4 separate regions of the Mus musculus genome follow, and all the other regions are linked to region 4. The links are chromatin contacts, called in public ChIA-PET and HiChIP or PLAC-seq maps. All regions are on one chromosome and are shown on one strand. Each heading gives the region's core, a stretch centred on a gene start, on an enhancer-like site or on the middle of the called end of the contact. The rest is flanking DNA. Distances are from core to core; before and after follow the strand shown.

The links. ChIA-PET counts read pairs in DNA pulled down with a chosen protein or histone mark. HiChIP or PLAC-seq counts read pairs in DNA pulled down with a chosen protein or histone mark.
Region 1: a contact with region 4 is called in an RNA polymerase II ChIA-PET map of memory CD8 T cells, with 51 read pairs. The contact joins two enhancer-like sites. A contact is called at or near these places in 1 of 15 datasets of contacts at CTCF or cohesin (the NIH/3T3 cell line) and 2 of 115 datasets of contacts at active chromatin or transcription factors (VIP interneurons and memory CD8 T cells).
Region 2: a contact with region 4 is called in an RNA polymerase II ChIA-PET map of memory CD8 T cells, with 9 read pairs. The contact joins two enhancer-like sites. A contact is called at or near these places in 1 of 484 Hi-C or Micro-C datasets (the G1E-ER4 cell line) and 2 of 115 datasets of contacts at active chromatin or transcription factors (memory CD8 T cells and microglia).
Region 3: a contact with region 4 is called in a BATF HiChIP or PLAC-seq map of CD8 T cells, with 9 read pairs. The contact joins two enhancer-like sites. A contact is called at or near these places in 1 of 15 datasets of contacts at CTCF or cohesin (large pre-B cells), 1 of 484 Hi-C or Micro-C datasets (Th1 cells), 4 of 115 datasets of contacts at active chromatin or transcription factors (CD8 T cells, differentiating embryonic stem cells, embryonic stem cells and 1 more) and 2 of 9 other capture datasets (adipose tissue and liver).

Annotation. Positions count from the first base shown.
Region 1 is chr5:31,827,512-31,833,349 of GRCm38.p6, forward strand. It overlaps Babam2 (BRISC and BRCA1 A complex member 2), which reads left to right. Exons shown (of 12, transcript NM_144541.1): 6 at 3,574-3,648. Among named protein-coding and RNA genes, the nearest start is that of Babam2, 130 kb to the left of the region's middle. Within about 2 kb of position 4,245, at least 38 of the 459 cell types and tissues checked have an H3K27ac peak or open chromatin away from gene starts, as enhancers often do. A contact at or near this core is called in memory CD8 T cells, where this site is marked.
Region 2 is chr5:31,765,533-31,770,786 of GRCm38.p6, forward strand. The region is part of intron 3 of Babam2 (BRISC and BRCA1 A complex member 2); the gene reads left to right. Among named protein-coding and RNA genes, the nearest start is that of Babam2, 70 kb to the left of the region's middle. Within about 2 kb of position 1,414, at least 113 of the 459 cell types and tissues checked have an H3K27ac peak or open chromatin away from gene starts, as enhancers often do. A contact at or near this core is called in memory CD8 T cells, where this site is marked.
Region 3 is chr5:31,709,787-31,715,566 of GRCm38.p6, forward strand. The region is part of intron 2 of Babam2 (BRISC and BRCA1 A complex member 2); the gene reads left to right. Among named protein-coding and RNA genes, the nearest start is that of Babam2, 15 kb to the left of the region's middle. Within about 2 kb of position 3,870, at least 70 of the 459 cell types and tissues checked have an H3K27ac peak or open chromatin away from gene starts, as enhancers often do. A contact at or near this core is called in CD8 T cells and Th1 cells, where this site is marked.
Region 4 is chr5:32,102,323-32,108,152 of GRCm38.p6, forward strand. No RefSeq gene overlaps it. Among named protein-coding and RNA genes, the nearest start is that of Gm51292, 13 kb to the left of the region's middle. Within about 2 kb of position 1,964, at least 91 of the 459 cell types and tissues checked have an H3K27ac peak or open chromatin away from gene starts, as enhancers often do. A contact at or near this core is called in CD8 T cells, Th1 cells and memory CD8 T cells, where this site is marked.

The sequences.
Region 1 (5,838 bases), core at 2,995-5,494, 270 kb before region 4:
GTATTGAGAAGGAAATGAGCTGCACCTGGAAAGGTACGGGACGATCAGAGCCAGTGGCAGTCCAGTCTGCAGCTCCCTCCATGTGTAGTAGGTGCCAGTGACCGTGAGAAGTGACTGCACTCGATCAGTAGTGTTTCCACTCTAGTTATGAGATAGGAGGGAAAGCTAGAAGTCAAGGTGACTGTGGATTCTTTTGTTGTTGGTTTTGTTTTTTGTTTTTGTCTGAAAGAATACTATAATTATCATTTATTTATTACACTTAGTAATAAATATCAAGGAAAGAACACAAAATTGGGAATTTTCATGGTATTGGAGAAATAAAACTTGAATTAGGAAAGTAGAGATAGGGCATTTTGGGAGCATTGGCATATAAATATTTAAGGTTCTGATCTCGTATGAGGTTTGCTGGAGAGTGTAGCAAAGCTGAAAGGTCTTGGGGTTAAACTCAGTCATACTTCATTGTTTCTCAGTTGAGGAGACTAGACTTGAGGCCATCTCGTGTAAAGAAGACCCTGGAAATGTGGCCTTGGATACCAAGTGAATTATGTTCCAAACAAGCAGTGATATTGCTCTCCCAGAGTGCTGCCGACATGACCCTGAGATGAGGACAGGAATCTCCATGGAGTTTGGCTGTGAGGAGATCATTGGTGACCTTACAAGAGCTGTTTTGGTGATGGGGAAGAAGGGCCGACTAGAGAGAAAAACAAAAGAGGAAATGCGGACCTCAAATAGACTCATTTTCTTCAGGAGGATGATTTGTAATGTGGAATGAAGAGTAACATGGGAGCTTAGCAAAGAAGTGAAGGGAAAGACTGTTCATGCTGATGGGCAAGTGGAGAGGGAAATGATCTTACAAAGCGAGAGGAGAGGGTCAGCCGGGAGCATGGGTTCCTGGCTAAGCACTGTACACCAGAGGAAGACTTGCTGTTTTATTTCTGTGCTCTCAGTGCCCAACAGGCTAGTAGCTTTTTATAAAGCTGCATTTAACACAATAGAGTTAGATGTTAGCACTAGCCTTACTTCGTTCAAAGTGTTATCCCCTCCTTGACAGATCAGCATGTCTTGATCCAAAGAACCATGGCTCAATAGGGTATGCCAGCTTTAGAGTCTTCTAGGAGATAAACCTAACACCAGAAGTCTTGGGCTCAATAAAAGGGAAACCAGGCTAGGATCTCACCACTCTTCTCTCAGGAGCCATTTTGAGGTGCTGCAGATCATCCTGTGGCCCTTAAGTATTCGCCCAGTGTGGGGCTGTGAGTAGCTGCTTAGCTTGGAGAATCAGGCTTGTGCCTCACCTTTGACATTCCTGGTGTGCCTGCCTCTTACCTCATCTTTGCTTTGGGGTACTACTCATTTCTCCCTTTTCTGTCACAAGGTTGGACTGGGGACGATGGTGAAATGTGCCGTCATTAGCTAGAGACAGGTGCACGCTGGGAGATGATGTAAGTGCTAAGCAAACGGGGAGCCGGGCGTAGGGCCGCTATCACTACTACCTTTGAGCTTAAGTTTATCTTTATCTTCATTTCTAAAGTTTCCAGTCAGAGTGTTATGAGAACCAGAGCCCTGGAGCCAGTTGTTAATGTGCTTGTAGAAGAGAGTGGTGAGACCCGTGGGGCCATCCGTGAAGGTGTGCACAGCTTATATGTAGCTCATCCATCCATTCCTAAAAATTATTTGGGAATGTTTCTGTGACTAAAGTTATGATTTAGGAGTTTGTTTGGTTGAGTTTTTGAAGGATTGGAAGGTAAAAATGATACTGTGAGTTCTGAGTGATAACAGTATAAAAGGATAGAGAGAGATTAAATATTAAAAATGTTCTCTGAGAAAAATATGTTCTTTATGTATATATAGTAAACATAAATATTGCAATATATAACATTATATACTACATACTTGTATATACTATACAGAAATATACACACACACACACACACACACACACACACACACACACACACAAATATTATATATGCCATTGTCACCTCTCCTCCAACTCCTCCTAGATTCACACCCACTTCCTTACCCTCCCAGCTTTGTGGGTTTTTTCCTCCCACAAATGAAGTCAGTCTGTGCTACTCCTGTGTCCTTGGACGTGTGGCCTTCTGTGAAAGGCAGTGACTTATGGGAGCTATACTTTCCTTCCCAGTATATCTCCCAGCAGCTGTTACTTGTAGACAGTTCCTTGACTAAATGTGGGAACCCATGCCCAGCCCCTCTCTCTATGCTGGGGTTCATCTGGCTTTAGATGGCACAGGCCTTATGCATGCTGTCACAGCTGCTGTGAGTTCCTCTGTGCAGCTGCTTTGCTGTGTCCAGAAGATACAACCTCAGGTTGTCACACTCTTTCTATCTCCCTTTCTGCAATGATCCATGAACCCTAGGAGAAGGGAAGTTACAATATAGGTGTCTGATTTAGGGATGGGTGTTCTATAATCTTTGAATCTCTGTACCTTGACCAGTTGTGGGTCTCTTTGGTACTTACCATCTATTACAAATAGAAGTGCCTCTGATGAGAGACAAGTCATATGTTAGCTAGTATGTGTCTCTAGGCCAAGTGGGCAGGCTAGTGAAAGAACCATTATTGGAAGTAGTTTTAGCATATTTTTTTTATCAAACATGTCATATTGGAGTTCACTGTGTCAAAATTTCAAGCCACGCTAAATGCTTGCAGTGAGAGAGGGTGGGAGACTCCGGGTCTCACATAGCTTTGTTGCCTTTGCTTGCATAGAGGCCTTGGAATCCTGAGATCACTGAATAGTTTGCTTAGAAACAGTGCTTACCTTGAGTGCATGAAGCCCTGAGTATGTTCCCTGGTAAAACACCCTCTCTCTCTCTCTCTCTCTCTCTCTCTCTCTCTCACACACACACACACACACACACACACACACACACACTCACACACTCACACATAAACATACATACACATTCACACACACACACACACACACTCACACATAAACACACATTCATACTCATGCACATATACACACATACACAAAGCAATTAACTGGAGTTATTATTTATAGCTTAAGTGTTTTAAATTTCTAATTACTGAAAATATTAATTGATAATATTTGTGAACTTTCAAGAGATTAGAAACTTTCCTGGGTTTATATTGATGTATTGCTCCACGTTAGAGGAAGTTTGGTCTTTGTATGGACTTGCACACATCCTGTAATGGATGTCAGCATACATGGTGGTAAGTTACAGAGTCAGGACGATGGTATGAATGCTTAGGAAAGCAGATAAGTCTCAGGGGCAAGGTGGTCTCTTCCTATTTCAGTTTTTTTTTTTTGAGAAATAATATCCATTCATGTATTCTTTTCATTTTTTTTAAAAACCCAATACTACTTTAAAATGTTTTCATGCATTAAAATGAAGAGTTCTTTCATTAAAACTGTGCCCCTTTAATAGTTTAAGGATTCTTTTTAATTCTATCCTACTTTCCAACCTTATTTTTCTGTCTTGTGTTAGGAAACCCTAATAGGAGTTGTCTGTATATTGAATTTTTTCTTGGACATAATTGTTACTTATCAATCTGTTGTATATTTTAATCCTTTTTTCTCCTTACAGACTGGTGAATTTTCAGCTCGTTTTCTATTGAAGTTACCAGTAGATTTCAGCAACATTCCCACATACCTTCTCAAGGTAAAACTATGTATTATCAATAAGAGAATGCAAATCAGAATAAAATAAGAGAATACGAATACTGTGATCGTTTAGCTCAATATTTGTATGCCTTGTTTCTTCTTATTTTGTTCCAGATAGTGAATTCTAATAAGATGCTTAGTGCAGGAAAATCCGTTGGAATTGTTTTCTTCAGCTACTGTACTAACCTTAAAAGTTGTTTAGGCGTGAGGTTTTTGTTCAAGGTGATTATACATTAGTAGTGTAAATAAATTACACTTGGGAAAATCAGTTTGATTTAGTAATCTTACTGGGATGGAAGACTCATAGATTTTGTCCAAGGCATTCTACATATTAAAAATGCTTAAAAGGCATTTCAACTTCTTTATGTCAGCAACTGAACTCAGGTACCTTCAAAGTTGGGCTATCTCAGAGATTCATTAAACTAATTAGAACAGTATATATAGCATTTGTTAAAGTGAGATAGAGGCCCAGGGAACAGCTATTTGAAAGAGTTCCTTACATGCTCCATAGAGAAGAGGTAGTCTTCAAAAGACTACTTGTGGCTAGTGAAAGAAACCACATAGATCAGAGAGCAAGTTCTGAAAAGGAAATGCTAAGGCAGAGGCCCAGCCTACTCAGGTGAGGATTTAAGACTTGGCAGGCTGCCCTCAGTTCTTTCAGCCTGTCCTTCTTTAGTTTCAGTCTAATCTTTAAATGTCTCTGCCGTATTGTTTTGTGGTTTCTTTTCTGTGTAGCCCTGGCTGTCCTAGAACTCAATTTGTAGACCTAGCTGGCCAGGAACTCTGATATCCACCTGTCTCTGCCTCCCAAGTTTTAGAATTAAAGGCATGTACCACCACTGCCAGGCTGAAATTTTTGCCTTCTTAATTTGATGTTGTTCCAGAACTGATTGGATTTTAACTGCTGAGGGAAAAGAAATTAGTAATATCAGCCAGACTCTAGTAATGGCTAGAAACTTGCTGTGCTCTTTGAAGAGCATTTGCATTGGGAACTCCTTGGCATGCTGCTTATATTTGGATGTTCTAACACCTAATTCTTAGGTCTGCAACTGTTTCTGTTGGAATACAAATAAAGTTAACTCTTTGAGCTCCTGGGGTTAGCATATGCTTTGTCATGATGATAGCAGGTTGCCTCACTTTGCCCAATAATTAGCTGGTGAAGCAGAACTTGTGAGCACTGAGATAGCATAAGACAGCCTGCTGATTTGCAGCAGTGAGCCTCATTGCATTATGGAAGGTAACTCACCATCTACTCTTAAGTTCATATTACCAATGATAACAAATACACTTACTAATGGAGTTTTTGATGTTAGGATGTGTGATTTAATAAATATTCTATGATATGATTTCACTTTTTATTGTAAGTGGAAATGGCTCTTAACATGATAATATCTAACTTAAAACCCTGAATTTTACTTTGGTTGAGCTAAGTCAAGGGCTTAGATAAATGAATTACTCAAGTAAAAACTCAATCAGTAGAAAAACAGTTTTCTAGCTGCTACTCTTTATTTTCAAGCGCTAGAAATTGAACACAAACTCAGGTAAAGTAAAGGGAAAAATGCACTCTGCTTCTGGAGTCTGTCTGCACAGCAGCACACTAGCCCGCCCTTTCACAGGTTTCAGTTCGTGTGGATTGACCTTCCAAGTCTGTTTCTTTCAGGCTCAGTTCTCTACCCTATTTGATGTGCTTGTAGGGAGAAATTGTGGTCCATAGGACAGTAGAGAGGCCACTAATCATTGAAGTGTGATTATTCATCATAGTATTTCAACAAAGAAAGATTATTTTGTAATTATATACATCTGACCATGTAGTGACAGGCTCTGTGTCTGAATCCATGAATTTAGCCAAACAAAGATGAAATATTTGGAAAAAAATGGACGTCTACTGAGTGTGTACAGGTTCTTTGTTGGAGGAGGGTTATAATTACTCCATAATATGGTTTAGCAGTTATTTGTAAGACTAGATATTTGAAGTCTACGGGAGGATGCACATATATAATAGGCAAAATACTCTATCATTTTATGTCAAAAACCTAATTCTCAGGCAGATTTTGGCATCCATGTGGAGTCATGGAACCAGTCCCACAAAGATAGTCAGGTATGACTTGTCTCTTTCTTGTAAGAAAGAGTCAATCATTAGAAGATACTGCTCTTAAATTTGTTAGAGTGAAAACTGGCTCTACAGTCT
Region 2 (5,254 bases), core at 164-2,663, 340 kb before region 4:
CTTGGATTGCTTCATTCTGTGTGTCATCATATTCTGTATGAACTGGTAATTTTCTCTAGAGGCTTATTTAAGTTAAAGTTTATTTTTCCCAAAAGAAAATTTCTTAAGGTAGCATATTTTCCTATCAAGATCTCTATAATGTTTGGTTGTCAATGTCTTTTGGTGCCAAGGATTAAATTGGGACTTTATATATGTTAAACACACATGGTACTGTTGTGCAAGCCCAAGTTTTATATTCAGCCTTTAATGGTCTTTGTTTAAATCATTAATTTGTTAAAAGTTACAATAAGGAAGTGGAGACAGGAGAATTACAACTTTGAGGCTAGTCTGAGCACATAGTACGTTACTATTATATGCACATAACAAGTATAAGCACATAAAAGACCCACTTTCCAGTCTCAAGAAGTTCAGAAGTTATTCTAGTAATATCTCTTATTAGCTTACTGGTTGGACTATGTCTTTGTTTACGTTTTATTGCTGTGAAGAGATACCATGACCATGGCAGCTCTTATAAAGCAAAGCATTTAATTGTAGCTGGCTTAGGGTTCAGAGCTTTAGTCTGTTATCTTCATGGAGGGAAGCCTGGTGTCATGCAGGCAGATGTGGTGCTGGAGAGGTAGTTGAGAGTTCTATATCTGGATGACAGGCAGCAGGTAGCAAGAGAGTGACACTGGACCTGGCTTGAATATTAAAAATTTGAATACTTTCTTCAACAAGGCTATATCTGTGCAAGAAGAACATACTTCGTAATAGTGCATAGCACCTGTGGGGGCCATTTTCACTCAAACCATTATGTATTATTTCTCTGAATATAAGATCTTCCTGATAAGTAGTTGGTAATCATGGGTTTAAAAGATTTAGGAAGAACAGTAAAAACACTTAATATTTCTCTTGCTCACTGATTTTCAAATGGCTTTTCTAAAACTATTGATTTTAAAAAGTATCATTAACTCATGACATTTAATATCATTTGTTTTGTTTTTGTTCAACCCACTCACTGTGGTTATTGATGGTTAATTGACCCACCTTGTTGAAGTGACCCCAAAGCCTTAGATTTCTTCATTTCTGGCATGATTAACTGACTCAACTCACCTTGTCCTTTTTCTTCTAGGCCTCAGGCTCGCCTTTTCCCTCCTTCTCTCATTTCTCCCAGGATTAGACCCGCATAGGAGAATCACTATCCTTTCCAAAAATGCCTGGCTCTATTCAGTCAGTAGATGAACCTCTCACCCAGGCTTCAGGCTGTATCTGCCAGGCAAGTTTAATAGCCTAACCCTTTTTTGTTTGTTTGTTTTAAATTTCTCTGTCTGGTCATTTTTTGGATCTTTCCTTTACTTGCCTCTGGGTACAGTGTGCTGCCTTTTCAGTAGTTGTGGGGTAGAAACGGAAGCACCATGTCCTTTATACTGAGTGCTGTTTCCTGTGAGGACACTGAGTGAGTAAAACCAGCTTAGAGGCGATTGTGAAAACTCACACAGGGTTGTGGTGCGATATTAAAGCTTCTGTTTTTCTAAGAGGAACAGATATTTCTTTATCAAGCATCCAGACTTCCTGCTTTAGATTGGATTCTAGAAACAGGAGACCCCAGACAAGGACTTGGGTGTGTGTAATTTGCCTGTGAGATGATTTCTGAAGGAGCAAGAAGTCCTGCTGTTCTACTTGCTTCCTCCCGCTGAGATAACAACACCAGGACCAAAAGCAGCTCAGGGAAAGAAAGGGTTTTTATTTGGTTCACAGTTCATCATGAGGGAAATCAGAACAGGAACTGAAGAAGAAACTCTACAGGAACACTGCATATTTGGCTCACTCACTGCCTTATGCTTAAATAGTTTCCTTGGGTAGGCCAGGAGCACTTGCCTAGGCATGGTGCAGTGACATGGGCTAGCCCCTTCTACATCAGTCATCAATCAAGACAGTCTCACAGACATGGCCATAGGCCAGTGTGATGTGGATAACTCCTCAATAGAGGTTCCTTTTTCCCAGTTGTTTCAAATAGACACTAAGAACTACTAGTACAACTGGGGAAAAGAGGAAAGATGGTAATGGTGGTGGGGGAGAGGAGACATCACTATAGGACGTTTTAGAGAGTAGCTTGTTGGCTGTGGGTGTGTGGCATTCAATTTCATTGGTCACTTCGTAATTGGGTAGGACTTGTCTGGAATTTTCCAGGGTAAAGAAGTTCATGTATCTGTTCTTAAGGCCTTCACTATCAGACAGACAGTCCAGTCTCAGAACACACACACACTCTCTCTCTGTCTCTCTCTCTCTTTCCCTCTGTTCCCCACCCCCACCCCATTAGCTAGTGCATTCTAAACCTGAGAATGTCCTTTGCAGGCTGATGTAGCTGCTTGAGCTGACTGACAGCTCCTTTATCTGACTGCTAGCTCAAAGCAGCAGCTTTTTCTTAAGCAGAAGTTCAGTGAGAGAAGGATGTGATTTTGTTCCCAGGGGACCACTTGACAATGTCAGATTTGATTATTACAAGGGAGGGATGAGAGGAGTTCCTGGTCAGCATGTGGTAGGTGAAGACCAGGGATGCTGCTAAACTTATCACAACATATGACATATCTATCCCCAAATGTCAACTGAGGTGTGACTGAGAAACATTGATGATACATCTGGTGAGTTCATAAATTCTAGATAACACCGTTATCTTTCACTCCCCATATGCATGCATGCATGCATACATACATACATACATAAATATACATATATACACATGTACATACATTTCTACATTTAAATCTGGACTCTGTATCTGAGAGAAAACATGCAATCTTGTGAATCTGGCTTGTTTCACTTAGCAGAATGGCCTATAATTCCATTCAAATTCCTGACAATGTCATAATTTTATTTTCCTTTACAACTGAATACAATTCCATTGTGTATATGTACCATAATTGCCCTATTTGGTCATCTGTTCCTGGATATCTAGACTAGATTCTTTTTTATTTTTTGGTTTTTTGCCTATTGTTGGTAGTACAGGAGAAACATGGATGTGCAAGGAACTCTGGGGTGCTGACAGGTAAGCCCAGAATTGGTATAGCTGAATGGTATGGCAGTGCTAATTTAGTTTTTGGGGGCCCTCTACATTGGTGAATGGTTTCCAGAGTGATGGCTCCAGCCAATGTTCCCACCAGCAGTATGTAAGGGCTCTTCTTCCCCACGTCCTCACCAGCTCTTCCTGCCGTTCGTTTCCTTTGATAGCCGTTCTGCCTGGGGGGAGACAGAATCTTGCAAAGCACTGTGAATTTGCATTTCTCAGTTTCAAAAAATGAAATCTACCTATAAAAAACTGGAACAGTTATACAACAAATATACGTTTTATGTAATTTATTGGTTGTTAACATTTTGCCATTAAAATCTCTGTGCTCACAGATATATGTATTTATAAGCAGATATGAACAGTTATATCTCTCTGTGTTTTCTCACAGAACTGTTTTTGAAATAATCTGAAAATATGTTCAGATTTCACCCCTAAATACTTTAGTCTGTATTTTTCAAAGAAAGAACAGATTTTAACATGAAAAATCTTAGGGCTGGTGTCATCATAAAGAAATTTTAAATAGTTACAGTGGTCTTTCTTTCTTTCTTCTCTGTCATGTTTTTATTTTATTATTTTATTTATACAGGGTCTCACCATATAGGCTAGACTGACATCAAATTCTAGAACTTCTAACCTCAGCTTCCTGAGTGTTGGGATCACGTAGGGCTCAATACCAATCTCTTAGCTCCTTGGAGGTGATCAAACAGTACCAATTGCTATATCTAGTTAATATTCTTTCATCTAGGGTACTTTGTATATCTTAAACTTGTATTTTGTTCCATACAATGTTGGCAGCTTTAGAGAGTCCAAGCTTGTAGCTCTCTTGGCTCTCTCTCAATTTGATGTGGGGTTTTTCCCTGCAGGGTTTATTTAGGTGAAACATTTGGTCACACGCTTGTAGCAGATCATGATGTTCCCCTCAGTGCTTGACCACGTGCTTCAATTTAGATGGCTTCTTCCAAAGTTTTCCAATACAAAGATGCTTTCTCCTTAATTAGTAATTTATGAAGTGACCTTGAGATCACATATGATCCTTTACTAATATTTTGGTGGGTGGTTTTAGTATGCTCTGATTGTCCCATCTTAAATAATTTATTTCTGTCTGTTTATAGCTTTTTTTTTTTTTTAAATATTTTTTGTCTTAAGATAAAATCTCTCAGATTCCAAGGTGTATTGGGACTGTCTGGTATGGTATGAGGTGTTTCTTTCTTTTTTTTATATATTTTTTATTAGGTATTTTCCTCATTTTCATTTCCAATGCTATCCCAAAAGTCCCCCATACCCTCCCCCCCACCTCCCCTACCCACCCACTCCCACTTTTTGGCCCTGGCGTTCCCCTGTACTGGGGCATATAAAGTTTGCATGTCCAATGGGCCTCTCTTTCCAGTGATGGCCGACTAGGCCATCTTTTGATACATGTGCAGCTAGAGTCCGAGCTCCGGGGTACTGGTTAGTTCATAATGTTGTTCCACCTATAGGGTTGAAGATCCTGTGTTTCTTAAAAGGTTCCTATGTTGAGGTTTGGTCCCCAGCTTGTGGTGCTATTTAGAAGTGAACGGATCAACAGTGAGTTGACGTGTCAGTGAGGTAACAGTTGGAGAGCCTATCTGGAGTCAGAGCCTACTGGCAGTGGTGACCCTGAAGGGCTTCTCTTGTTATAGACCCTTTTCTTCTGGCTCAGTACACTTACTAGTTCCCACAGGCAAGTAGCTTTCTCCACTGTACCATTCCATCTTGTCTCTCTCGCTGCTGTCTAAAGCAGCAGATCCCACTGACCATGGACTGTACCCCTGAAAGCATAGGCCTGACATGATCTATCCTTCTTTATGCCAATTTCCCAGATAGGTTGTCACAGGAAAATAAGACTCACTAATATGAGGGCGAAGTCTCTTAACTCTTTCTGTGTCACTGATACTGCCTACCAGAGTATGTATATATATATATATGCTTCATATTTTTTGAGTGATTGAGTGGATTTATAAATGAAGACTCTTTCAGAGATGAGTAAAAAAGCCCTGTATCCCATCAGTTTAATGTAGATTTTTCTATTTACATTTTCCTTTTCTTTATTTTCCTTAGGCACAGAGCACTTGATTGCCATCCCCACCTCCCCCACACCCCCAGTTGCTTTCCATTTCAAGACTGTTTTCAGAGTCTACTGAAGGGCGATGTCTCTCTTTCTTCCTTGTAGATGCAGAGCTGCTTGGC
Region 3 (5,780 bases), core at 2,620-5,119, 390 kb before region 4:
AGCCTTGCAGTTGTATTTTTTGGGATATCATGATTGACATCTTCATGGTCTTTTGAGAGAATGACCTGTTAATTCCAGCTATGCTTACCCCATAGCTCATCTTCAGCCAAAGCCTCTGGAGATAGTGTGAGCATGCAGACTGCGGGAGGGTCTTTTACCAAGAATGGCAGGTATACAGGGTGCACTGTTGATCTCTGCTGGTGTGGGCCCTGGGTGTGGCCATAGATATTACGGAGTAGGAGTTCATCTAGAGTTCACTGTGCTAGCTAGGTTCCACAGATGGTGGGACACTTGAGAGTGTGATGCTGATATTTTGCTGGTTTTGCTGAGTGCCCTTTAGGAAGACATCTGCGGGTGTGTTTAGCTGGACGGAAGGTGGCCTCTGCACTTCTCATGCACTGCATTTCCCTTAGATCTTCACCCCTTGCTATCTAACTCTCCTCTGATGATAATCACATGGTAGAGTAATACATGTAATTTTAATTAAGCCATTTATAAACTTTTAATACTTAAGGAGCTGCCATAGCCAGGAATGGTATACTTTTGTAAGCCCAACGCTAAGGGAGGCAGGAGGATCCCAAGTTCAAGGTCTGGCATGGCACAGAGCGCTCAAGGTCAGCATGGGGAGTTCAGTCCAATCAAATTTCAGATTAAGAAATAATAAGAGGGCTGTGAGATAGTTCAGTGGTCAGATACAGTTAAACAAAACCCCAAATAAAACAAGTGCCTTTCCTATCACTTGTGGTTTTTAATTTATATTTTGTCCTTAGGATTTTAAGTGGTAGCTATTGGCCTTGAGCCAGCAGACCTGAAATCACTTACTTGGGAACTTTTGACATTCCAGAATCTGGAGTAGTCAAGCCTTGATAAACGTGGCTTGGGATTTTATGTAGAGTAAATCTTGGGCTTTTCATGTCCTTCAATGGCTTCATTTCAGGGTGATTTAAAAATATTTTGTGTGGAGGTTGGGATGGGGAAAAGGACGAAGGGCAGTAAGTAGTTTAATGTGGAAGAAAAGAGTTCAAGAGAGTCTAGTCAAGGCCCGACTCACATGTTCAAGGTAATGATAAAAGCATACTGCTGTTGCCCTTTTGCCGTTTGTATATCCAATCTGTACAATTTAAAAATACCCATTTTTATCTTATGTATTTGGCTGTATCTGTGGAAAGTGCACATGTCTATGCCTGATGCACATGGGGCTCAGAGGAGGGTGTCAGGTCCCTTGGAACTGGAGTTACAGGTGGTTGTCATCCTCCACGTGGTCCCCAGCAAGAGCAGAAAGTGCTCTTAATCACTGGGACATTTCTCCAGCTCTTTATTCTTCATGTAGGCACACATACAGTTCTGTGCCTTCCTCCGTGTCTGTGTGGGGTTGTCAGCTAGAAGAGGTCATCTGATCTCCCATATCTGGAGTAACCAGTGGTTGTGAGCCAGCAGAGGTGGGTGCTGAGAACCAAACGTAGGTCTCCTGTAAGAGCTATATATGCTCTTAACCACGGAGGTGCCCCTGCAGGCCCATTCTGAACTATTTTAAGACAATACTTGATAAATAATTTTTATTTTGTTTGCCTCTGTGATTAGAAGATAGGTGAGAGCCTTTTGATTGGTTCATGTTTATAGGGAAATGACTGTGTTTTAAGGCTCCAACTTAGTTATTCTATGCTCTCACTTTATTTGTATAGAAAGGTGGAATACCATCTATCTCTCTATCTATTTATTATGTATGCCTGTGGTGGTCAAAGGACAACTTGCAGGATTCTCCTTTCACCATGTAGGTCATGAGTTTTGAACTTAGGTTGTTAGGCTTGGTGGCAAGTGCCTTTACCTACTCGGCCATCTTACTGGCCCTAGATTAGCTCTCCATTTTAGTTTCCAAGTTGCTTGGATAATCTTGATTTTTATGCCATGCTGCCTGAAGAATGATTTTATAACCTTCCCTTTCAGGGACACATTTCCTGAGTAATTTGGTTATCTTTCTCATGGCATGTCATGAAAATGAAATTTATCCTAGTGACCTTGCTGCTCTTGACTTTTTGTTTTCTGAAAAGGTTTTTATCTCAACTTTTACTCATCAATTTATGGAAAGCAAGTCTTGAATCAATTTGACATTTTGGAGGCCATTTTCATCTTTTAAATCCTCAATGATTTTTTTTTTCATCTCTGGACTTTTAGATGTTTTAATTTAAAAGTATTATTTTTAGTGGTTCACTTAATTATTAAAATACAGGTACAGTTTGATCCTTGTACAACCTCTTAATGTGGGAAAAATATATGTAACATAAAATCTGTTGTTTTATAATGTATAGTCCACCCAAATGTGAAGGTGGTGTACTTGTGGCCAGCCCTTTTTAAGGTTTGCAAACTCAAGTACCCATGAGAAAGTAACTCCCTGGTCTTCCCTTCACTCAACCAGTGACAAATGGCATTTACTTTGTCTCTATGAGTTTAACTATTTTAGGTAGTAAGTAAGTAGAGTCATAGAGTTATTTATCTTTTTGTGAATAGCTTATTTCACTTTGCATGGTATATTCAAGGTTAATCCATATTGTAGTATGTGTCAGAAATTTTTTCCATTTTAATGTTGAGTAGTATTTCTCTCTCTCTCTCTCTTTCTGTGGTGTGTTTCTGCAACTTCACGTGTATATATCATATTGTGTACTTTTTCCAGTGATGTCTATTGTACGCATTTCTTGGCTGCTGTGAACAGTGATGCTGTTGGTAAAGATGTCCAACTCTCTAAGCTTGTTTTCTAGGACTTGCTGGATTGTACAGCAATTCTGTGCTTAGTTTTACCGACTCACCATATAATTTTGTATAATATGGTCTGTAGAAAGGTAACTTGGGACACTATTTTACAATATTGATAATATCATTTGATGCACAAAATTCTTACCTTGTTGAAATCCAAGGTACTTAGTATATATTCTTCACTTTGTTAAGTTGACTTTTGTGAAGTTGAACTCTCTTCTCTAGCCTCCTTCACCTGTAATTTTTTCTTTAAAGGTTAGAAAAGGGTCTGGGGAAATGGCTTACTTGGTAAAGTGCTTGCCACACAAATCATGAAATGCAAGTGTGGATTCCCTAGCACACACATAAAATCCAGGAGTGGGAGCACACATCTGTAACCCCAGAGCTAGCAGGCAGGCATTTGGGGAGCAGAGATAGGCAGATCTCTGGAACTTATTGACAAGTCAGCCTAGCCAAATTGTTGAGCTTCAGGTTCTGCAAGAGACCCTGTCTCAAAAAAACAAGGTAGAGAGTCACAGAGGAAGACCTGTGACATTGACCTCTGGCCTTCATGTGTGCATGTGGGCACATGAACGGGAACATGCACACCCACTCATGCATTAACCTACTTGAATACACACACACACACACACACACACACACACACACACACACACCTAGAAGAAACTGTATTGAAATTGGGCCTTTCCTAGTACTGCCTTCCCTTCCATTCCTCAGTGCACCTGCTTCCTCCAGAGTAAAAACCTTTTAATGGAGAGTTAGTGATTATATTGTTATGATTATGGAGGTAGGGTATATGATTAGCTCATGCCAAGTTATTGGTTAACTCAAGCAGGGCTAGATCTAGCAGTAAGGACAATGGTATAAGCTGCTGTGAATAATGCTGTCTTTGTAATAGGAATGCTTTGATGGCTATAGTGTAATCTTTACATAGTAGTCTTTCCTTATCTGAAGTTTCGCTTTCTGTAGTTTCAGTTATTTGCAGCCACCCACGATCCAAAAATACTAGTATTTCTTGAAACTCTAAATAGAAAGCAGCCTTGTTCACATGGCTTTTATGATTGTGTATAGTTACAGTTGTTCCATCTCATTCTTGGTCATGGTTAGTTTCTTACAGTCTCTACTTTGTAAACTGAACTTCTGTAGGAAAAAACCCCCAGTATCCATAGACTTTAATAGTGTTGGGTTATTGCTGAAGGCACCACACACATTGATTACTGGACATGGAGAAATAAAGTTTGTACTGACCACGAAGCTTCCTTCCTGCTGGCTTAGCTTTCATGGTACTAGAAGGTTCTGTGTAGGCTGCTGGGGGAAAATCAGCAGCAGCCTAAGCCTTGAACACTGAGCTGCAGTGATGCCTGGAGTGGCAGGATATGCCTGTGGGTACAGTAGTGGCTTGGTTATTCTGGGGCTGCACTTTCTGATGGGGTTAAGGCCCTCTCCATGAGCATGAGAGGAAGTGCATGCCTGGTACTGTAATCTTGCCAAGGACCTGGGTCTGGTGGGGGGTTCACCTTCCCCAGGGGTGAGCCCATTAGTGCTGTTCTCCTAAGTGGACGTGGTATTTACTGCTCTCACCTCTACCTCTATAGATAATAGAGTACAGCTCTCAGGATCCAGCAGAGAGGCGTCTTTGCAGCACGTGGTGGTTAACATCGAAACTCAACACTGGTCAAAGTGCAGAGAGTGTTAGTGGAGGACTCAGTCACAAACGGAATATCTGTGTTTCCCTCCCTCTAAAAGGAGAAAGGTGATTAGAGCCAGAAGTCAGGGAGGGCCAGAGCAAAACAGTATTGTCTGGACATGGGAGGGCCTCTGTGCTTAGGAACTTACAATAGCTGTGGTTACTTGTATAAGATCAGCAAGACATTAAGCCGACGAATATTCTAGCGTGGAGAGGAAACAGCTCTTGAGCCTTTCTTTTCTAACTAAGGAACTATTGACATGGTGGCTTCTGGGTGTGAGATAGTCAGTTTCCTTTAAGGATGTGGCCCTTGGTGAGCCAACCATGCTTCAGTGGATGGCTTCATACCTGTGACTATATGGATGGCACAATTTATACTCAGTGGACTTAAATGAAGATGACGGGAAGTTGGGAGTAGGGTCAAGGGGTTGAGGGGATAGGGAGAAGAGCAGGAAGTGAATATGATCAAAAGAACATTTTATAAAATTCTCAAAGAACGAAAAAATATTATATTAAAGCTTCAGATAACAATAAAAAAATGATGCTGAGGGTTTCCACTGGGATGTGTGGGATGTGTATGCCTTGGATTGCATCCTCAGGATGAGTTCTAGTTACTTCTTTCATTTCGTCTCCTGCCTTCCTGCCTGATTGCCTTCTTGTGGGAATGTTGAGAGAATTTCATTATGTAGCCCAGGTTGGTTCCAGACTCACACAAACCGTGCTGTTTTAGTCTCTTGAGAGCTAGTATTACAGGTGTGAGCCATCGTACCTGCTGTTAGTGTTGTTTTTATTGAAGACTTTTAGCCCCCCCGGGGACGATGCCTGTTTTGTTTTACACTGCACACCTTTAACTGGCACAAAGTAGTTACTCAGTAAGTAGTTGTTGATGCTCTTGGAAACTGTGTTCTGATTGCAATAACTTCATACCAACGACTTGTATGTACTGTCCAGGTTTCCAAAGACTCAAGCTAAAATACTGTTGATTGTATCTGAATGCCAAGAAGGCAGAGCCAGTCTATAGAATAAAAGACAGAATAATTGTGTCTTTGTAGAAAAGTTCTCTCTTATATATGTGTAAGTGTATATGTTTTCATATGTATGTCTGAGTGCACGGAGAAAGCTTATTAAGAAAGATACATATTAAGTTTCATCACAGTAGTTAAGTCTAGAAAGGAAGAGAGGGGGTAATTGGAGTTTCATTTTTATTATATATTTTTTTACAGTGAAAACATTTTTTTGTATAGTTTGTAGAGCAAAAATGAGTATGTTTAAAACAAGCATATTCTGCTGTGGGAATTAAAAGACAGTAGAAGAGGAAGTTTTGGGTAGAAGAAATAGTCTAGGG
Region 4 (5,830 bases), core at 714-3,213:
GATGCCTGGGCCACTAGACAACAAAGAGAAATCTCCAGAACTGATCAGTTACCATGGCAGGGAACAGAGCAGGAGTCTCTGAAAGACCCAAGAGGCAAGCCTGCTTCTCCTGAGCGCCCCTTCTCCAGAATCCCCAGTCCCAGCCCAAGTGGGAAGGTATTCCAGTTTATACTTCAATCTCCACCCACTTGCTTAATGAAGAAAAGGGCTTTCTCGTGCCCCCCCCCAGGCCCTTAGCTGCCACACACAGCTTGAGCAGGCCCCACGGGGCCTCAAAACCCCAGCAATTTGATTTTCCCAGGCCCCTCCTACCCCTAAGCAGCTTCTCAGTCACGAATCAGCCTGTGCGGCCAGCTCCGAGCCTGGGCCTCTTGCCAAGGGTGTTAGGAGGGAGAGCTGGGTTTCTGCACTGTCCCCTGGGCTCTTGCTCAGGCATCACTGCCCTTGCCAATGTCTCTTCTTCACCTCCAAGTCACCCCTGGGTCTCATGGTCCAGCTCAGGGTCCTGCCTGTCTTCATTGTGAGGCCACAGAGGCAATTAAATGAACCCCAACTGCTGTTGGTGGTGGTACCGAAGACTGACTGGTGAGAGGAGACACTGGCTGGAGATGGGTCAGAGAGCTATCAAGGATGTTTGTGGGCAGCAGGGGCCACTTCTGAATGGCTCCTGACATCCAACAATGGCTTGAGACAGCACCCTGGGAGTCTGGCCCTACAGCCAGTCAACAATGTGGATGTGCCTGCTCCAGATGAGTTGTAGAATCCTCGCCAAGGATGGAGCCACCCTGCCTGGTTTCCTCCCAGGCTGTCCTGGAGACCACCCACATGGACTCTATCTGCTTGGCTTAAGCTAAACCCACTGTCTCCAAGTTGTACAGGTCTTCTTCTCTGGACTGCTAAGCCCCAACAGCTGACCATGGCACGCATCAGGGCCACAGGGAGAGAGGCAGGAGAATAAATTGGAGCAGAAGATACTGACACAGCTCCCGCTTGGACTGGCTCCCGTGAACACTGGCCTCTGAAAGAAGGCCTGCCAGAACTGAGGCCTAGCGCTGCTTTGACCTGCTCTGACCTGTGTCTCCCTGGATCATCTGTCGCAATGGTAACATATCACCAGCATCAAGAGTTCCACTCCTAGCTAGTAGCTCAAGCTGAGCCCATGCCTCCCCCTCCCCCTGCTCTCCAGTCTACATCCCACCTACCATCCCACCCAGGTCCTATCCAGAGCTCTGGATCTCCTGCATTCTGCCCTTCACACATGCACACATCTTTCTGGAATACGCCTCCTTTTGCATATTCTGAGTCCCTGGTCCCTTGTGGTCAGGACCTGATTCCAATCCTAGTTGGCTAGTTTCTGACAGCTGAAGCCTTATTAAAGAGGAGAAATAAAGGCCAATTATTGGATTGCTCTGAGAATGAGCTGTGCATGACTTGATGACTTGGTGAGTCTGGGGCTGGTCACACTGGGATATTCAGCAAGGAGAGTGATCATGTACAGATGTTACCATGGCAGTGGTCACTGCTCCTGTCATTATCTCTGAACAGATGCAGTTCTCTGGAGACTTGGGAAAGGGAGGCTGAGAGCTGTACTCTCCAGACTTAGGTGTCTTCCAGTCTCTTTCTGTAGGAGGTGGCCAAAGGCCCAGGACCCTACCCCCAGAACCCTGAGGTGGCCAAGGGTAACACTCCAGCTCTTCAGGTTAGGACTCTGGGTGCTGATGCCCCCATGAAGGTTTCTCATGGGCATGTCGAACCCTCATGTTTAGAGCATCCTATGCTAACCTTCTACAAACTAGGGGCCAGGCAGCCTTCCCTTCGGGCATTCCAGATCACCTGCATCAGGGCGGAGTCTGAGGATCCTTTTCCTTATCCCACAGCCCCAAATGTCTTCTCTGAACCTTCCACCCTGAGTCAGAGATGGCATTGCTTCCCCGAAGCCAGCTGAAACTTTGAGCTCTTGGCCTCTTCTGGTTCATCTAGAGGAAGGGAAATGATGTCATGAGGTAAACCGCAAGGCTGGGTGCTCTGGTGAGCTTTGCTTTTCAGCAAAAGTCATTTTGTTGAAATACAGAAGGCACAGAGAGTCTGTGTCCTTCTGGTTAGAGGCAGGCAGGGACGGCAACTAGATTTTTAACATGAAACTCTGAGGAGGAAGGTGTTCCCAGACGTGCTAGCCGCAGAGGCCAGGCTCGGCAGACAAATGGATGGTGTGGGATCTTTGGTTTTCTGTGTGGCAAGTCACCTGCCAAGCAGGGATGCCTAGGGGATGCAGTATGTACAAGTTCCCCAGTGGACCTCTGTAGAATTCAAGATCATGTTTGCCATGGCGTAAGAGGGGTGACAAGAATGACAAACTGGACAACACACGCTGTCAATGACTCTTGCCATCTCTCCATGACCTCCTGAGATGGGACCCCACGCACCAGTGAGCAGCAGGAGGCTGGTGGCTCCCCGGTCTGGGCTTTCAACTCTCCACAAAAAGCTTATTTGGCACCAGGCTGCAGGTGACAGCTTGAGTCCTGTGTGACTGGCTCCCACTTTGAGCTCCAGTTCCCATCTGCTACCTGTCCCCCAAGAGAAGTCTGCTGCCCTTGGCAAACCTGGCCTTTTTAACCTTCAAATGCTCTGCCTCATGGGTGTATTTCTTCTTGTTAATTCTTTACTTTTATAAGATAAACAGCCTGTGGTAAAATCCTCCAATATTAGAGCATGAAGGACTATCTAGACCCCATACCCAAGTCCTGCCCCTTACTGATAGCTGGAGCCACAGAAAGAAAAGGATGTAGCCAGGACCACATAGCAAGAGAAGACAGGGCTCTTCCATTGCTGTGGGGTCTCCCTCCCCATCACCGCTACTAGCTTCTTGTCCATCTCTTTAGTCCGTGTCCTTACTTCCTGTCCTTAGTCTGTGTCCTTACTCCATCTCTTTACTCCATGTCCTTAGTTCAACTCTTTACTCCATCTCCTTATTCCATCTCCTTACTCCATCTCCTTACTCCGTTTCCTTACTCCATCACCTTACTCCGTTTCCTTACTCCATCACCTTACTCCGTTTCCTTACTCCATCTCCTTACTCCATCTCCTTACTCCATCACCTTACTCCGTTTCCTTACTCCATCACCTTACTCCATCTCCTTACTCCATCACCTTACTCCATTTCCTTACTCCATGTCCTTATTCCATCTCCTTAGCCCATGTCTCCTTACTCCATGTCCTTATTAATCTCCATACTCCACCTCCTTACTCCATTTCCTTAATCTATTGTGCTAATGATACAATGGCATAGACTGCGTATGTTATAAAGAAGATGTAAATTCAGGCTCATGCTCTGGTCTAAGACCACAGGGCCACATCTAAGGATGGCTTTGTTGCAGAAGAATCTTGAAGTAGCACAGGACACCACATGGTAAGAGACCTAGGAAAAAATGGCTGATATAGGCATAGTGGAGCAGTGGTTCTCAACCTGTGGACCATTGACCCCTTTGGAGGTCAAAATACCTTTCACAGGGGTTGCCTAAGACTATTAGGGACATTTACACTACAATTCATAACAGTAACAAAACTACAGTTATGAAGTAGCAACAAAAATAATTTTATGGTTGGGGGTCAGCACAACATGAGGAAGTGCCTTAAAGGGTCACAGCTTTAGGAAGGTTGAGAAGCACTGATCAAGAGATAACCCATTGGTCACATGGATGGCTCATGAGAGGAGATCCCTAGTTCCCTCTTAAAGGTCCTATCTGGACCCACCTTAAACTGCCTTATAAAGCAATTTAAATTTCAACATGAGTTTGAGAAGAACAAACCACATTCAAACGGCAGCACAATCCTACCATGAAGTTTCCATCAATCATCCCTAAGATACAACCAGCTCTGGGAAGAGGGCAAGCCTGGGCTGTGGAGCATTGTGAGGGATGAGATGGAGCTGGGTCACAGTCCTCAGAGCCAGAGGTCATGGTCAGAAGGACACGTATTGTCCTTTCCCAAGACCAGGACCTTAGGAGAATTAGTTATAATTAACCGTAACTCCAAACCAATGGTTCACTGGGTTAGGGCCCCAGTGATGGTTTGCTGACTGTGGTCCAGGGTGACACAAAGTCCTGAAGGAAAAGTCAAACCATCTAGATGCTCCACAACTTCTTTTCCTGAAACTTGGATTAGGACACACCCTTATGCCTGGTTGCTGAGACTTTAGAAATGAGTGAGGGGTGGTAGAAAGGGCTGACAGAGAGGCAAAGTTGTTACAAGGCCTGGGATTTTCTGTTCTGCTCCCTGGCTTCTGCATCTTTGGTTGTAAAATGAAAAGTCAGCTGGCCGCTGGCACATTCCCAGCTCTGAGGACCAGGCTGTGCCCCAGCTATTTTGGGGCAAAGGTCAGGGTGATTGAAGGCAGGCACAGGGGTGAGGTGTGTACCCTCTCCTTACTCCAAGATCCTCTAGAATAAGCTTGGAGCCTGACTTCCCATCTCTCCATGACCAGACTGCCAGCAACTCACAGTTTGCTTCATCTGCAAGGAGAGGCATGGGGTGTCTAAGCTGAAAGGCCTCCCAAATCTGATCTCACTAACTGTTCCTTATATGCAGCGAGTGGGGCCAAGAGAGGACAGCGAGTTTATCCAAGGCCACAGGCAAAGCCAGAGCCCAGGACTCTTCCCACCACATCAGCTGCTTCATGTTTGTGCCTGAACAAAACACTCTCAGGGGAAAGCTGGAAGCAGCAGGACTGGGATGATGTCTTCCTTACCATCTCTATCAACACTAACGCCATCATCACCACCGTCAGCCCTGCCTCTTCAGCACTAGCACAGTACCCCAGGCGCATCACTGTCTCATCATTCATTCATTCATTCATTCATTCATTCATTCATCCTCAGAGGCTGCCGAGACTGCCAATGAGAAGCAAGCTGCCTGGCTCTCGTGCTAACTGGTTGTATGACCTTGAGTGAGCTCTTTTTCCATCTGCTTTAGCTCTTTGAGTGTGAACAGGATACCAGCATGTTCCTCAGGTTGCTGTTAGGAGGCTTAAGTAAGTCACTCCTCTAAAATGCTCAGAACAGTGCTTCTCACCTACTTTGTACCTAGGCAATGCTACCATTCATTCGCCCACTTGGCTCTGCTGTTTTAAAGATGTAAAATATTTCACATTGACAGCCTGTAAAAGAGCACATGAGCCTAGGACCGAAGCAGGGGATGTTGGGCTGAGCACACTGCCATGTCTTAGGTCTGAAGGTGAAGGCTGTTGGTATTAAGAACTCCTTCTCTCATCACAGGAGGTACACCAGCCTCTTAGGAGAAAGATGTTTCTGGTTCAGATTTTACAAATGGCCTTAGTGCAATGGCAGGACCTCGATCTCCGAAAACCTCAAGGTCTCCTCCCTGCCTCCAGCCCTCAGCCTTGGGATCCCAGGTATCACTGGTCACCATGCCATACTTCAGCTGTCCAGGAGGATGCTCGGAGAAGCCAGGTCTGACAGTTCGGGGCACTAGAAGAGAGTTCAGTGACCTGAGATACAGGGCATTCGCTCTGATGCAGAGGAAACCCCTTATACCAACAACCCACCAGCCACCAGAGCAGTCAGCACCCAGGAGTGAGCGCTTAGAATTCTCTGAGCTGCCCACACTCTTCCTCATGTTGGCTCCCCCTTCTCTCAAACACAGCGAATGCTGAGAGGAAGGCAGATGGGGTGCTCCATACTGAACCCTTGAAAGGGGACAGGACCCAGTTTGCAGGGTCTCGTTTCATCTCCAGGACCCTGGGTATTGGCAGACCTTTGAGTGTGGCCTGAAAGCATCTCCACGAGCCCCACATATAGATATAGTAGGTGTACAT